Linked DNA regions of Mus musculus: region 2 is linked to region 1. A link is a contact called in public HiChIP or PLAC-seq data. All regions are on one chromosome and are shown on one strand. Each heading gives the region's core, a stretch centred on a gene start, on an enhancer-like site or on the middle of the called end of the contact. The rest is flanking DNA. Distances are from core to core; before and after follow the strand shown. Region 1 holds the start of H2-M3 (histocompatibility 2, M region locus 3). Region 2 holds the start of Olfr110 (olfactory receptor 110).

Region 1 (2,700 bases), core at 171-2,670:
TAACATTTTGGTAAAACCTTTGGCCAATTACAAGAGAGGAAAGGGTGGCAATAATATCAAAGGTGGGGCAGCGCCACAGCAGTTCTTGAGAAATCCAACATATAGTGAATGCAGAAAGTCATGAAACTTAGAGTAATATACTGCAAATTAAAATGACGAGCTTTAAGCTGAGTTCTACTGACACCGTGGATCATTTGTGATCAAACATGGAGTCTGAACCAGGCATGGCATTGCACACCTTTGACCCCAACACTCAGGAGGCAGAGGCAGGAGGATCTCTGTGAGTTCAAGGCCACATCAACTACCAATTGAGTCCAGGACAGATAGGACTAAGAAACCCTGTCTCAAAATATAAAACAAGACAAAACAACATGGAAATTGAGCAATAGGGGTGAGAGTTTGGCTAATTTACCTGTAGGGACTGCTGTTTATATACAGCAAGTGGGCCTATTGAAATACAGCATACCATCTAAACAGTTCATTTATGACATTTGTGACTAATATGATTTCTGAGTGAAAATTGAGTAATCATATTGTCTATGGCAAACCATCAAACTGCTAAAATCAACTTTAGATTCATTAGTCTTTATCTCAATATTTTTGTTTAAATATTGTCCTTGTTTTCTATCTGCCAGAGCTATTTCCCAAATTGCCAACTGTGTTAATGAATCTGCATCCAAGTCAGTTTCCTGTGCCTACACTGATTCCAAGAACTCTTGCTTGGATCCCCAGTGGGATGGGAGGACTTTAGAGCTTGCAAACAAGAAAAACTCAGGGGCTTCCACTCCTAATAACTAAAAGGTTTGACCATAAGACCTCTTGGAACATTTCTTACCAGAGCTCCTCATCTCACTGTGTTACTGAACTCCCTAGCTGAAGACAACCTTGAACTCCTTCCAAAATCCTATATGTCCTGGAGACTGGGTTTATAAGTGTGCACCCCAAGTGATAATTATTGGTAGACCTAACTCATAAAACTTATCCATGGAGTTTGCCTGGGTCTTATTTCCAGAACTCATGTGGCAATTGATAGGACCAGTATCACAAGTTCCAGGGTGTCAGATGCCCACTTCTAGCCTCTGCTGTCACCAGGCATTCATGAGGTGCACATACATAAATATAAGCAAAACATCAGTACACATAAAACAAAACGAAAAAAAAACCGTTTTGTTTGTTTTAGAGAACATACTGATCCTAGAATATTAAAAATGTTCTAGGAAACGTGACATTAAGTACTCAGTGTAGGAGAACAGAGATCAAATCCAAGCCCAGTTTCCAGGTTTAACCCAGCATTGGAGATTCCCCCATTTCCTCTGAGGTTTCACTTCTCTGTAACTCTGTAAACTTTGTCGGGTACTTTTGCCCGGATACTGATGACGCTTCTCCAATTCCCATTCTAATTGGTTGGCGTGTACTTAGCGAATCTAATCAGGGCTACCACGGGAAGGATGGGGTCCTCAAGCAACCGCGCTCTCCTGCACATGGTGGTGGTCTCTTTGGCTGTTACCCAAACAGGTTCTGGTGAGTTCAGGGGTCGGGAAGTAAATAACCTCTAAAGAGAGGATCACGGCATCGGGACCAGGTGCTCGGGGATCCCTTTTCTGCCGGGACCTGAGTTCCGCTCCCTGCCCCACCCCCAACCCAATGCTTGTTCACTGGCCCGGGGTTATCAGGGAAGAGTTCTGAAGTTACCCTGCCTCGCCCCCAGGCTCACATTCACTGCGCTATTTCCACACTGCGGTGTCACGGCCGGGCCGTGGGGAGCCCCAGTATATCTCTGTGGGCTATGTTGACGACGTGCAGTTTCAGCGCTGTGATAGCATTGAGGAAATTCCGAGGATGGAACCTCGTGCACCTTGGATGGAGAAGGAAAGACCAGAGTACTGGAAGGAGCTGAAACTCAAGGTCAAGAATATTGCACAAAGTGCCAGAGCAAACCTTCGGACCCTGCTCCGCTACTACAACCAGAGTGAAGGCGGTGAGTGACCCTAAGCCTGGGTCAGACTCCTTCCTGTCTGTCTACTGCCAAACCAGAGTAGCCCTGGGTGCCAGGTTAGATGTTTGGAGTTGGGCTTCAGAGCTCTCAGAAACCTTTAACCGGTTTCACTTTCAGTTTAGGTCCAAATCCTGTTGGCGGGCGGAGCAGGGTGAGGTGGCTAAGGCTGACACCCTGTTTGTGGCTAGGCTCTCACATCCTGCAGTGGATGGTTTCCTGTGAGGTAGGGCCAGACATGCGCCTTCTTGGAGCCCACTATCAGGCTGCGTATGATGGCTCAGATTACATCACCCTGAATGAAGACCTGAGCTCCTGGACTGCAGTGGACATGGTGTCTCAGATCACGAAGAGCCGTTTAGAGTCAGCTGGCACAGCAGAGTACTTCAGGGCCTATGTGGAGGGAGAGTGCCTGGAGCTGCTCCACAGATTCCTGCGGAATGGCAAGGAGATTCTTCAGCGAGCAGGTATGAGGAACAACTAGGAACCACTTTTAGTAAGCAAAGATAACCCCCTCAAACATACAAGTGAGGCTCTTGATGTCTGGGGAGGGAGGAAATACCAGATCCGCTGGAATACTGCACAAGGAGGAGGAAGAGTGGTACTGGCCTTCCTGATCCAACATCAGAGAGTGACTGTCCCCAGGGCTGACCCTACTTTCAGAACATTTGAATCTGTCCCAGAATGGAAGGAGAAAACACCCTGAG
Region 2 (2,700 bases), core at 68-2,567, 220 kb after region 1:
AGGGGAGGGACCTTAGATGAAATGGCCTACAGTGGGGAGAGGGAACTTGTAGAGCTGATCACCAGCAGAAAGACAGGGTATCAAGTGAGAGATGGGGTTGCGATCTCATAGTCAAAACTCTGGCCCATACTTCTTTCTGTCTGAAAGTACTGCGAGGATAGAAATGTCGAGACATCTGAGAAAAAAAAAATGGTCCAGCTACAAGCCTAAAGTGCGATCCAGCTCAAGGGGAGGCTCCAAGGTCTGACTCTATTCCTGAGGCTATGGAGCACTCACAAAAGTGATCTATCATGATTGCCCTCTGAAAGGCCCAAAAAGTAGCTGAAAAAGTCGGATGCAGATATTTTCACCCAGGACAGAAGCTGCTGATCCCTGTGGTTGAATTAAGGAAGAGCCAGAAGATTCTGAGGAGGAGGGTGACCCTGTAGAACAAAGAACAGTCTCGATTAACCTGGGCCCCCAAGACCTCTCAAAGAGTGAATGCTGTTTGAGGACAGATAGTCATAGTATGTTAGTGTCAGGGCTCCATTTTCTTAGGAAATTTTACTCATTTTGTATATCAGAACTACTGCTTGGTATCAGTGAACTTTGCAGCCCATGGGTTAGACAAATTTTCACCTGCTCTTTGGTGTCCCAGTTTACATACCCAGTAGGATCAAATGTCCAAAACAAGAGAGGATAAAATAGGAAATATTTTATCTTCCTGTATCAGAGGAATAAAATAGGAACATTGAGCTCAGCATTAGATGGGGAGACATAAAGGGTCTAGGCACTATGTTAAATTTTTATATGTCTTCTTTGTAAAGGAATACCTTAGTCACAATTTAAATGTAAAACAAACCCACAGCTTTATTTTCAAGAAGAAATTTGCAGCTCAGAGAATCCTAAAATTTCCTCAGAGTGGCAGTTGAGGAAGAGAAAAGGGGAAGTGTGGGGAGGTGGTTCAGTGTTCTGTGCTGGCATGGTTTTCTCACTTTCTCACAGTGTGAGACAAGAGACAGACACTTGAGCACAGTCGTGATACCAGTTTCAGAAAGCAAAGTCAGGAGACCTTGAAGTCACAGTAGGGAAGAAGGAAATCTGAAATAACTTTGGTCAGCTCAGTTCCACATAAAGCCACAGTCTCATCTTTGGACAAAAATAGGAAAAACCAAACCAAACTAAGATGTGGGACTTGCTATGTCTGGAGGGTATTGTCCTATGAATTTGCCTGCAGAGACTAAGGTAGCTCTTGGCACTCTTAGATTCTCCAGGGATATTATTCTGCATCTCTTAAGAGCAGTCCTATGGCAGCAGCTCTTAGAGTCTGTATGGTGATTTCTGTTGAATATTTTTGATAGCAGCTAAGTAAGTAGTTTTTCTTTGTATAGCTATAACTCCAATACTTTTAGAGATTAACTTTTCTGTCTTGACCTTTTGATGCTGGGAAAGGAAGGCATAAGGGCCAGAGGACTGCCAAGCTAAAGTATCCAAACTTTCTGTCCCAAAATGTGAGAGGCAGGAATGGGATGTTTGTGCAAACTGGGGGACAGGGGGAGAGATGTATTTAATTTGGTTAATTTCTATATAATAGGTCTTTGTTAGCCTGCTGATTCCTTATTCAATAAAGGAATTAATGGGTGGAATGCAGAAAACAGTCAGGAGGATACTTTGTGTTTCTCACAATAATTGTCTGATACTGTTGCATCTATCACTTATTATTAAACTCTTGTGTTAAGATTTTACATGGTATTTTTAATGTGTTTTCAGTGACAGGTAATTGATAATACACTTTTCACCAGTGCTTTACAAAAGATATAGTTTAGATGACCTGGACTATATAAAGATTCTGTATTTCTAAGGCTGTTGTCTTGAGTACATTCTTTAAAGAGAGATATTAGATTCCTTAAACATGAAAGTTCCTCAAAAGAGAGGAAACTTTTTGCTTAAACGTTTTTGAAAAATATTCCCTGTGGGTGCTTAAAAACTGTTCTTGAGTTCTCACCATGCAGGATTCCTAAAAATAAAATTAAAAAAATAAATCTGTTTTCTTTCTTCTTGTGTTATATGGTCTAGTTTTTCAAGAGGATAAAAAAGGTCACTTTCTCTGTACTTCTGAGTGAGCATTTGTTTTTTGACTTATTGTGCTCAAGCTGTTTGGTGCCGACTTAGCCTACTTCATTTAGGAAATACTTATAAAATTCTGTTCTAGTTTTGGAAAGAGAAATGTTTGTGATTTTAGTGTGGACTTGTTAACTGTGTGACCTTAATAATTCTTTATTTAGATAAATTTTTTAACTCCTCTGGTTTCTATGAGAATAATGATATGATTTTTAGGAACTTTCAGCATTCTGACCATGTAAAAGACAAGAACTTTTCTATCCTTTTCTTTTCTTCCTTCCTTCCTTCCTTCCTTCCTTCCTTCCTTCCTTCCTTCCTTCCTTCCTTCCTTCCTTCCTTCCCTCCTCCTTCTTCTTCTTCTTCTTCTTCTTCTTCTTCTTCTTCTTCTTCTTCTTCTTCTTCTTCTTCTCTCTCTCTCTCTCTCTCTCTCTCTCTCTCTCTTTCTTTCTTTCTTTCTTTCTTTCTTGGAAATATTTACTAGTGTCTGTCATTCCAAAAGGGTTGGGTTATTGCTGAATGTTTTAACACAAATGTTCATTACTTTACTAGAAACTGCATAAGAAGGGGTATGTACTCTGAAAAGATTTATCACCAGAATAG

Evidence for each region. HiChIP or PLAC-seq counts read pairs in DNA pulled down with a chosen protein or histone mark.
Region 2: an H3K4me3 HiChIP or PLAC-seq map of bone marrow-derived macrophages shows a contact between it and region 1, with 6 times the contacts expected there. The contact joins the promoter of Olfr110 here to the promoter of H2-M3 in region 1. A contact is called at or near these places in 1 of 39 promoter capture datasets (macrophages), 3 of 115 datasets of contacts at active chromatin or transcription factors (bone marrow-derived dendritic cells and bone marrow-derived macrophages) and 2 of 9 other capture datasets (adipose tissue and macrophages).

Annotation. Positions count from the first base shown.
Region 1 is chr17:37,268,814-37,271,513 of GRCm38.p6, forward strand. It overlaps H2-M3 (histocompatibility 2, M region locus 3), which reads left to right and starts at 1,421. Exons shown (of 8, transcript NM_013819.2): 1 at 1,421-1,521; 2 at 1,709-1,978; 3 at 2,185-2,460. The coding sequence starts at 1,449.
Region 2 is chr17:37,491,151-37,493,850 of GRCm38.p6, forward strand. It overlaps Olfr110 (olfactory receptor 110), which reads left to right and starts at 1,318. Exons shown (of 2, transcript NM_146328.2): 1 at 1,318-1,347.